Linked DNA regions of Gossypium hirsutum: regions 2 and 3 are each linked to region 1. Evidence: chromatin contacts called from public Hi-C data. All regions are on one chromosome and are shown on one strand. The core of a region is the stretch at or near the end of the contact, and the rest is flanking DNA. Distances in the headings are between cores, read along the strand shown.

Evidence for each region. Hi-C and Micro-C count contacts between places; a contact is called where the count stands out from the background.
Region 2: a contact with region 1 is called in a Hi-C map of leaf, with 1.9 times the contacts expected there. The contact joins the promoter of LOC107961713 here to the promoter of LOC107901637 in region 1. A contact is called at or near these places in 15 of 34 Hi-C or Micro-C datasets (anther, callus, hypocotyl and 3 more).
Region 3: a contact with region 1 is called in a Hi-C map of leaf, with 2.8 times the contacts expected there. The contact joins the promoter of LOC107901642 here to the promoter of LOC107901637 in region 1. A contact is called at or near these places in 9 of 34 Hi-C or Micro-C datasets (callus, hypocotyl, leaf and 1 more).

Annotation. Positions count from the first base shown.
Region 1 is chrD06:26,173,391-26,176,995 of Gossypium_hirsutum_v2.1, reverse strand. LOC107901637 (probable sarcosine oxidase) reads left to right here and starts at 1,812. Exons shown (of 1, transcript XM_016827710.2): 1 at 1,812-3,491. The coding sequence starts at 2,116. The coding sequence ends at 3,354. It overlaps LOC121218339 (a long non-coding RNA gene), which reads right to left. Exons shown (of 3, transcript XR_005914575.1): 3 at 3,598-3,605.
Region 2 is chrD06:26,384,581-26,388,185 of Gossypium_hirsutum_v2.1, reverse strand. LOC107961713 (probable WRKY transcription factor 17) reads right to left here and starts at 2,076. Exons shown (of 3, transcript NM_001327715.1): 1 at 1,344-2,076; 2 at 717-842; 3 at 364-628. The coding sequence starts at 2,068. The coding sequence ends at 454.
Region 3 is chrD06:26,011,826-26,015,430 of Gossypium_hirsutum_v2.1, reverse strand. It overlaps LOC107901642 (serine/arginine-rich splicing factor RSZ22), which reads left to right and starts at 1,616. Exons shown (of 6, transcript XM_016827713.2): 1 at 1,616-1,773; 2 at 1,925-2,035; 3 at 2,189-2,277; 4 at 2,846-3,074; 5 at 3,160-3,273; 6 at 3,486-3,605. The coding sequence starts at 1,947. The coding sequence ends at 3,522.

The DNA of each region.
Region 1 (3,605 bases), core at 563-3,062:
CGGGATGTTGTGTGTTGCGTCGTCGAGACGTCGGCTTGTCGTCGTCACGACGTCGGATTCATTTCAGGGAAAATGTGAGGCACACTCCACAACAAACTTAATGAAAAACAAACTAATTCAATAAAATTTCTAATTTGGCTAAACAATAAGTAATTTTAGTTTAACTAAATCTTCTTGCCAACTAAGAAATATAAAACTTCTAAGCAACATAAAGTATTTTAAAATATCCTAAAATTCGAAATAAATAAATACAAAAAATATAAAACTTATTAAATAAAAATCAGGGATTATATATAATCAAAATTAAGCCTTAAAGTCAAACTCAATATCATTTAAACACGAATAAAAGCCCAAAACTCATAATTCCCATAATATTCTCGTCCTAAAAATTATGCTTATGCAATCTTCACTAAAATGGTCATAACTCGAGCTACCGAGCTCAAAATAAGATGATTCAAAATGAGTTTTGAATCTAAGAGATCGATCTTTCATCAATCAGAAGACATCTTGACTAAAAAAATGCCTAGATTTCATTAAGAAATGCATTGCAAGTTAGCTGATTTTTAAAATTTTAAAATTAACAACTTGAGTGAACTAAATTTAAAGGATGTCACCCTATCTACGCATGTATTAATCTAAATATTAAGATTGAACATTAAAATCAAACTCAAATATTAAATTAAGATAAAAAATTTAAATATCTAATTAAATATTAAAACTAAACTCAAACATTAAATACCACATTAGACTTAAATCATTCTGAGCTTGCAAGTTGTAAGAAGTTCTGATTTGGGAGGACAATAAAGATGAGTGAATATGTTATTGTTAGTGGGTCAAATGTTTAGTCATTGATGAGTCAGCCATGCCATATTCAATTTGTCGTTATGATAGATTGATGTTACAATGCCAGTCTGTATGTTGCAGAACATACTGAATATTCAAAATCATTTCAATTGTGATTGCATTAGGTCATCCAAGACCCTCCATTTTTGGAACGTGCTTAAAGCAAACACCATGTTATTAATTTCTAAGCATACATGCATAAATAAACTGAGCTTATAACTATTAAATGTATCAAATAATAATACTAAAATGGGCCATCATAGAAAGCAAAAGATGAATTAACCATAAAAAAAAAAGAAAAAAGAAAAAAAGAAAGGGATAAATGGATGGTGACAAAAAATGAGGGGTGTTGCACAAATAAAGCTGCCTAATATGACAAAGGGATTGGCTTTCCAAGAGATTCTCATTATCAACTCTTTTTTTAAATGATAATGCCCCTTTTTTTCAATAAAGTCCTATCAATGTGCAGCAAAAGTATAATGTTTTCCTTGCACTTGATTTTGATGCCATTCACAAAGCGAAATCATACGAGCATTAATTATGCTCATTGTTCTTGTATTTCTGTTATATTTAGTGCATTGACTTAACTCAAAATTGAATTATGTGATTTGTTTTTTTTTAAATGTTTACGTGGTTAAATAAGCAAATATGGTGTTGTAAGATTATTCATACTTTTATTAAAGAAAAATTAATTTCAAAACATTGGGTTTTATTAAGAAAAACACAAGATCTTTTTTATTAATAACAATAGTCATGGGTAAAAAATAATCATAAAGTTCAAAAGTTTGAATCTTTGAATCTTTTTTATTGTGCAAATCAAGCTTAATTCAAGTTTAACTCGAACAGAAAATGCTTACAACACACTTTAATATAAATATTTTAATGATTTTATTAATTAAAATATAATTATTAATTGAACAGAATTGAGGGATTTTATAGAATTAAAAAGAAAGGACTGAATTTAAAATGTGAAAAAAATACATGAACTGGGAGCATAATTAGAACATGAAAAGTTCCAAATATATTGCTTACCAACTTTCGTATGTATTACGGAATTTAGCATTAATCTTTAGTCAAATCAGGAAGAAACAAACAACATATGGCAATAATGAAATTACCTCCCAAATGTGGGCCTTTTTTTACATTAAAATATCATTTTAGATGCCTACTGCTATTGGCTAGTACTACTATATATGCCACACTCTGCGAAATAATAACTAAGCCAAGTTGAAAGGAATAGCTAAACCCCCTTTCTGTCACTGTAACAGTGCGATGAATACGGGATATTCGGACAATGAATTTGACGTAATCGTCGTAGGGGCGGGCGTCATGGGGAGCTCCACGGCGTACCAACTAGCCAAAAGAGTCCAAAAAACGCTACTCCTCGAGCAGTTTGACTTTCTCCACCATCGAGGTTCCTCTCACGGCGAGTCACGCACCATACGAGCAACGTACCCTGAAGACTACTACTTCGGCTTGGTCGATGAGTCGTATCGGTTGTGGGAGCAGGCTCAATCTGAAATCGGGTTCAAGGTTTACTTCAAGGCCCAACAGTTCGACATGGGCCCATCCGACGCCAAGAGTCTCCTTTCTGTGATCTCTACTTGTAGAAAGAACGGCATCCCGTACCAAGTCCTCGATCACCGGCAAGTCGCTGAAAGATTTTCCGGACGGATCGATATACCAGAGGACTGGATTGGCGTGTCGTGCGAGCTTGGCGGCATCATCAAGCCCACCAAGGCAGTGTCAATGTTCCAAATGCTGGCTTTCAAGAATGGTGCATGCCTTAAGGACAACATCAAAGTGGTTAGCATAAACAAAGATGGTGACCGAGGATTGAAGGTAGCTGCAAGCAATGGTGAAATTTTTTGGGGTAAAAAATGTGTGGTGACAGTGGGTGGTTGGATGAGAAATTTGGTTAAAACGGTGCGCGGCATTGAACTTCCTATCCAACCATTGGAAACCAATGTATGTTATTGGCGGATTAAGGACGGACACGAGGTCGAGTATGCAATTGGAAATGATTTTCCGACGTTCGCTAGCTACGGACATCCATACATTTATGGCACACCGTCACTGGAGTACCCAGGGTTGATTAAAGTAGCAGTACATGGAGGCTATCAATGTAACCCAGACAAAAGGCCATGGGGACCAGGACTTGTGCCCGATTCATTAAAGCAATGGGTTGAGCAAAGATTCAAAGGGAAAGTCGATTCGAGCAAACCAGTCATGACTCAATTGTGTGTGTACTCGATGACACCTGATGAGGATTTCGTGATCGATTTTTTGGGAGGGGAGTTCGGGAAGGATGTGGTGATCGGAGGTGGATTTTCAGGTCATGGGTTCAAGATGTCACCCGCGATAGGGAGGATATTGGCTGATTTAGCGCTTATAGGAGAGGCAAAGGGAGTTGAGCTAAAACAGTTCAGGATAGCAAGATTTGAGGAGAATCCTAGAGGGAACATTAAGGAATATGAAGATCAAGTTGAGTTATTAAAAAGTACATTGTGAATATTTGATTCTGTATGTGTTTTTGTTTCAATTGCCATCAGCATCACCCTACCAATCTTAGCTTCATTTTCTTTAGCTCTAGAATGAATAATCATCAAGAAAAATAAATAAAACTTCTATCATGTTGATAGAAAAAATTGCTCTTGAAAAGTGATTTAAGTATAGACACCCAAGTATTTTATCCAATCTACTAATTATTTAGATTAGAAGAATTTTTATTGCATTAATTTAAATTGAGTCATGTTTTAAAA
Region 2 (3,605 bases), core at 827-3,326, 210 kb before region 1:
TAAAAAATTATAAAATAATCACCTTATTGCAAATCAGAGAAAAAATAAAAAATTATTTTAATCTTTTTATAAATAAAGAAACTTTTAATAATTAAATCACCCTTTTATAAACTTATAGAGTTGACTTAAAAAGCGTAGTTTCTCAACTACTAGGTAATTTACCCTTTTAAAAAATAGAGATAATTATTAATTTTTAACGCCTCAAAATATATAATCTTCACTGTCACAGAATCTCATTCGTTGCATCCACACAGTAGAGAAGAGAGAGAAAGAACTTTTGCTTTAAGCATAATCTCAACGACTTTGTCAGTCTACTTTTTAATTTGGCATTACAATTAGTACAATACCTATTTACATCCAATTGCCCCAACCTACTCCAAAATATTACAAAACACCACTAAACTCTTTTTTTATGTATAAATTAACTTAGATTAATATTTGCTTATTATCACGTTGACTCGAAGTCCAGTCCATTCCCACGGCAGGAGCCATATTCTCGTGCATTGCGGGTTGAGTGTGTCGGTGCTCCCCTTCGTACGTTACAATCAACATTGACGGATCATCGGGGGCTCGCTCCACGTGTTTCCTCGCGGGGCACCCTCTAACGCTACTGCACTTATAATATCCTCTGAGAAAATAAGTCAAAACACAAATTATCAACCGTTTGATCTAATGATATGAAGTTGCACATTGAAAAAGGAAGAACAGCAGGATACCGCGGGAATGGGGAGCCTTTGATTGGCTTTTGCCCGTATTTCCTCCATGAATACTCGTCTGGTGGAATATCGGCGATCTTCGAACTTATGGCAGGAACCCTTATTACTTTCTTCACCCTATTTTTCCTGAAAATTATTCAAGTAACCAATACACAAACCGTAAGCAATAATTTGACCTAAAATAATAAATAAAGTGGAGTAGGATTCCCTATCATGCACCGCCAGTTCTATGGTCCCATATATTTAACCAAAAAGAAAAGTCAAACTTGAAAAGCATCTCATAAGACAAAATAGTTGTAACACCGAGGTTCAGAAATTTGATTGCCACTCCCAATTAAATTTACAGCTTTTCTGGTTACCGCGCGCGCTCTATCATTTAATATGCCTAAACTGTTCAACAACCCCCCAGGCTTTGACCAATAATTCGCCCCACGATCTACATGATATTGATTCCAGCTAAACTCGGCCGGTTTCAAAGCAACTCGACTCGAGTTATCTCATTAAGTTACTTTAAATTATTCGACTTTGAATTTTGTTTACGGTATCCCATAAAAGTCAAAAACCTAAACTGACGGTTAAAATATGCCATGAATTGGAGGATAAAACTAGGAAAACAATATTATATACCTTCGCTTTGAGCAATGGCACTTGCTGTTGCCGGAGCCAGATATCTTGCCGGAAACGTTATCGGAGTGGTCATGTTCATGGCATCTCTTCTTGAACGGTGTCGACGATAGCGGCGGCTTTCCCGTCGAAACGGCCAGCGCCGGCGCCAAGAATAGAGATGATCCCTGCTTCCCGTTCGAGACGCTGCCGTCTCCGGTGATGGCAGAAGACATAAACGAAGAGTTAGAGGAAACGCTAAAGCTTTCTTTTGTGAACTCCAACTCGGTACTTTTACCGTTGGAGCCAAACAAATTAGGTTTTGTGAAGTCCAGAGTCAAACTCTGCGGCTGCGATTGAACGAAGCTAGAAGGACTGATAACCGAAGTACCGACCACCGCCGTATTTATGGTCGCCGGCGTTGAGATCGCAGCAGAAGTTAGAGTTAGATTGTTTTGAGAATTCGGAACAGACAGAGAAGCAGAGGATGATGTCGAGGGGGAAGACGAGGAAGAAAGGGGTTGAATCGGCCCGCGTCTGAACCGGGCGTGACCGGTTCTGTTGAGAAGTGAGATGACCTTTTTGAATTTAGAGACGGTGAGATCGGCGAGGTCGGTGCAGTCGACGTTGTTGGACTGGTGAGAAAGGAGACGGATCAGGTGCTCCATGCCCTTCAAGCCTAGCGATGCAGCCTCTTGTACCGCCATCTGATCATCCATCTTCGGAAAACTCATCAGATCCACCGCCATTTTGAGGTCAAAGAAACAGAAACGAAGCTTTGCAGGGAAGGTAACTTGAGAGGTCAGCAAGTTATTGAAGCCTGAGAAAAAGGAAGGGAAGAAGATGGAAGGCAAAGAGTTAGAGCTGAGGGAGCAACAAGGGTTGATTATAAAGGTTGAACGATGACCGGGTGACCGGGTAATAGAAATGATGGGAATCCATAGTGGAGTTTTAGTCCAACGGCTAAGATTGATTTTAAGAATTTCTTGGAGAAAGCTTTGATAATTGTTGGGTCTAAATTGTATTCTCAGTCCCTGTACTGATTACACATTTTAAATTTAATCTCTAGTTTTATTTTCTAATTTAATAATTGACGTGCAATCTAAAAACTTTAATTAAACTGGCTTATATAGCATTTTTGTAAAATAAAGTTGATTCTATGGCCAATATAAAGCCACCCAAAATCTATGGTTCGTTATATATATTTAAAACCGTGTTAAAGAAATATAATTTTAAATTTAATATGTAATCCAATTTAAAGATAAATTTTTTATAATGATTATCAATTCAACTTGAATTATTAATTTGGAGTAGATTTTTTAGATTAAAAGGAAAGAGAAGAGAGAGCAAGACCAAAATTAAACCAAATTGCTTTTGTATCGTGTTGTTGTTGTTTTTCTTGGAAGTTTTGGACCCAAGGTGATGTAAGATTTGGTTTTGGTCCAAAGGAGAAAATGAGGGGTTTGAAATAACTCAACAACGTTGACAATGAACATATAAAGTAGAAGCTCTCGCTATTACTAATCAAATTTAGGTTTCTTTTATATTCGTTTTATTTCGAAGTTGGTACATGAGTTTTTCCTCCTTAGGCATGGAGAAGAGGAGTCGTTATGTATCATACTTCATTTTAATTTTCCTTTCTTGACATGCAAATATTTATAGGCATGGGTTAAGGTTTGATCGAACTCTTAGGTGATGGGTGAAGTCAATTTTAGTTTTTATATTATCCTTTCGCCTTGAAACTCAAAAGGAATGGCAAAATTTAAATCAATTTTCATATTAGACAAAACAAAACTTGAATGGATGATATCTAGAAACACTAGTGTTAGTTCTTTTTTTTTTAATTCATATTGAAAAAGTCTTAAGCCAATCAAATCTGTTGATAAAAAGTTGAAATATGTTAGATTTAAACAAATATTACATGAACAAGAATTTCAAAGACAGGCTCAAAGCTGACTAAAAGTCGGGAATCACGTGTAGTCCTTCCCTTTTTATTAATATAAAACAGTTGACCAACTTTTTTTATTTTTAGTTTTTCTACAAAACCGGATGGTGCCGGTAATTCTTTTCTTAACCCTTCCATTTTTTCTTTTTACACTAATTCATGCTGTATATGTTATTTTACAGTAACAAGAACACATAAATAAATCAAGAAAAAAAATTATGTATAATAAATTTGTTTGTTATCGTGTCATGACATGCTTCTATTGAACTTCAGATTTCAGGAAGTTAGATTACCCCAAGGTGATTTCTATTACTGGTCTATACTTCGACAAACACTCTACT
Region 3 (3,605 bases), core at 367-2,866, 160 kb after region 1:
TCAAAAATATTTTTAAGTGTTTAAAGCATTTTCTAAAATGTTTAGAAGTTTTGAAATATTATTTATGCTTTGAATTCTTTATTAAAAAATTTTTTATATTTTAAAGATATATTTATTATATCAAAATAATTTATGAAATAAAGTTAGTTCAACAAAATTATTTTATATATTTCTAACCAAACTATCCTTTCAAAATATTTAATTTTGAAATATCTTTATAAATTTTCCTATTGAAATTTAAATTTAATTTTTTAAATTACTCCTTGAATACTTTTTTATTTTTCACATAAATTCAAACATAGTGATTTTAAAAAAAAAAATAATCGTTCCATCTATTTATAAAGATTGACAACCTATAAGGAACACATAAAACCCAATAAAAATAAATAAAATTTACCAAAAATGTCACTTTTAAAAAAATATAGTTGAAAATAAAAATCAAATTTTAGTAATTTGATAAATTTAATTATCTTAAATTTGAAATTTAAACGGAAGGACAAACATATTAAGATAATTAATATAAGTAAATATTTTGTAATTTATTATATTTATTTATTATTTTATCCATTTAACTATTTTTAAATGTTTGATAATATATAATCAAGATGTAAAAAATGTAAAAAAAACATTGTTAAAAATCATTTAAAAATTATAATATTTGGTTTTCTAAATGTTAAAATTTGATAATTTATTTTAAAATTAATAAAACGGTAATAATTAATTGATAGATCAGTATAAATTAAAAACCATGAAAAATAATATAAAAAAGTGAAAAATAAATATAAAATTTATATTATTATTATTAAAATATTTAATATTTTAAACGAAATATAAAAAATTAACAAAATTATCTATTTAAATTTATCAATTACTTTAAAATTTTTAATACTATTTAATTTCTAAATATAAAATTTAGTATGATAATAAGATATTATATAAAAATTAGTCATTAAAATAATATTATACATATTATATAATTTTAAAATTTTACAAAGATATTGATTTTTATTTATTGATTTTAAAATTTAATTATTTATACATTTTTAATTACGCTTAAATAGTGTAAATTTTTAAAATTATAAATACGGAATTGGAGTTTTACTTTACAACAAATAAATTTTATTAATATAAATATATATTTAATGATTTCATATAATTTATTTTTTTACAACACATAGAGAAAAAAAGCTTCTCTATGACATATAATTTAATAATATTCATAATATCTTTTTGTTATATTAAAATTTATTAATATTAAATTATAAGATAATATTTTTTAATTTTATTTAAAATATTTTAATTAACTAAAAAATATATATTAAATAAATAAACTAACCCATGCATCACTGGGTAACAATATATATATATATTTTATAGTTAGGACCTAATTCGATGGGTTAAAGCATAGGGTTGATGGATTAAATCGATTTTCCAACATTTAACAGAATCAACCGACTGCTATCCATCGAGCATAAGGGGTTGGGTCAAATAGTTGAGCAAATTGGGCATTCTATTTCTTGGTGGCCTTTATGGCTCAATAAGAATACTACAGGGGCAAAATCGTTATTTTCGTTTTGAACTGAATCTGAAATAAAGACTGTCAAGCAAGGGTAATCTTGGAAACTTCGTATGCGCTCTAAACTCTATTAAGAGTTTTTCTTTTTTAATTTCGACGTTCATAACTCTTTTTTCTTTTTCTAAAAAATCAAAATCCCTAATTTCCCCCGCTGCTACTGCTAGGGTTTCTTTCTCTTCTCTCTCGCAACTCACCAGGTTTAACTTTTAGATCTCTCTTTTACGTTCAATTTTGGCAGTTTGTTTTTACATCTATCTTGATTTATTTCGTTGTTAGGTTTTACAATTGTTTTTTGGGGATTTTGGTATTGAAGTGAGACTTGAAATAACGTGAAATTTGTTTTGATAGGTTTCTTTGGAGAAAAAAAGAAATGTCTCGAGTTTACGTGGGTAACCTTGACCCACGAGTTTCGGAGCGAGATCTTGAAGACGAGTTTCGTGTCTTTGGAGTTATTCGAAGGTAGAATAATATTGTTGTACCTCTCTTTTCTTTTTGTCTTCTTTTTTACTGCTACATTGTGAGCAACAATTGTTTGTAATATGCACCTTTCCAGCACGTTTTTCTGTCATAATTTTATCCAATTTCGTCTTTCTGATTTGATATATATTGCAGTGTGTGGGTTGCTAGAAGGCCACCAGGTTACGCTTTCATTGACTTTGATGATCACAGAGACGCCGAGGATGCAATTCGTGAATTAGATGGTATTCCAACCAGATTTCCTCATTTCTGATTATGACACTAATTGCATCCTAAATTTTCTGTCTTGTTAGTTGTGGGTTTTTATTTTTTATTTTTTTGTATTGGAAACAAATTATGCCAACCTAGTTTTTATTTTTCTAAGTATTCCTCCTTGGTTAGGAGCTAATGCATTGTTATTGATCTGCTCCTTTATGAATAAGAAAGATTAGTGATGAAATTCATAATTTGATAGTCTCATAATTCTTTAGATTTGGATTTTTTTAATGAAGAATGTGCCTTTAACAGCGTTTAACCTTCATGTCTATTTGTGGAGGAAGTTTGTGTGAGCTGTTAGACCAGAATTAAGCTGCCCATGTGGCTGTGTTATGTTTGACATTTCTCCAATTTAGTTTTATATATTAATTCAAAATTCTGTAAAACTTGTTGGTGGGACATGGTTTTATCTCATTCATCCATCCAGTTGCTAGTTTCTGATTTTTGTTTTCTTAATAGCATCTTTTAACAAGCATACAGTTATCATTTGAGATTCACAGACTATACTAGCTTTATAAGTCTCATATTTGGATTTAGGCAAGAATGGCTGGAGAGTTGAGCTTTCTCATAATTCTAGAGGCAGAGGAGGACGTGGAGGCGGAGGCGGAGGTGGAGGTGGTCGGGGACGGTCGGGTGGTTCTGATTTGAAGTGCTACGAGTGTGGTGAGGCTGGTCATTTTGCTCGAGAATGTCGTACACGTGGTGGTTCCGGAAGACGTCGCAGCCGCAGCCCTAGATATCGTAGGAGCCCAAGCTATGGGCGCAGGTAAGGCCTCCTAAGCAAAACATTGCCTTCTATTCATGATTGATTGAAGTTTTACAATCGAATGACACTTTTTAATTCCAAACAGAAGTTACAGTCCTCGTGGACGATCCCCTAGGCGTCGCAGTCCCTCTCCTCGTGGTCGTAGCTACAGCAGGTCTCCACCATACCGTGGTCGTGAGGAATTGCCATATGCTAATGGGTGAACTTCCTTGAACTTTATGCTAGTAGCTGGAAAGGCTTTTTTTAATGTTGTCTTTTTCATCAATAATGAGCAAGTGCATCAAACTAGTTAAATTTTGGTTACCCATCTGATTTGATCACGCTCACAGCTTTGTTCATCCTAGTTTAATTTTTGTTGTGCTGTTTGAATTATGATATGTGCATGAAAGATTGCTACTGAATTTGGTGCAGAAATGGTGCAAGGGAACGCCGACGGAGCAGGAGTTAAGTGCTGCAAGGATGTAACTCTTATGTGAAGGGACTGATTAAGTGTGTTTAGTTTGTTGACTTCAGTGCTACTGTTTTAATTGG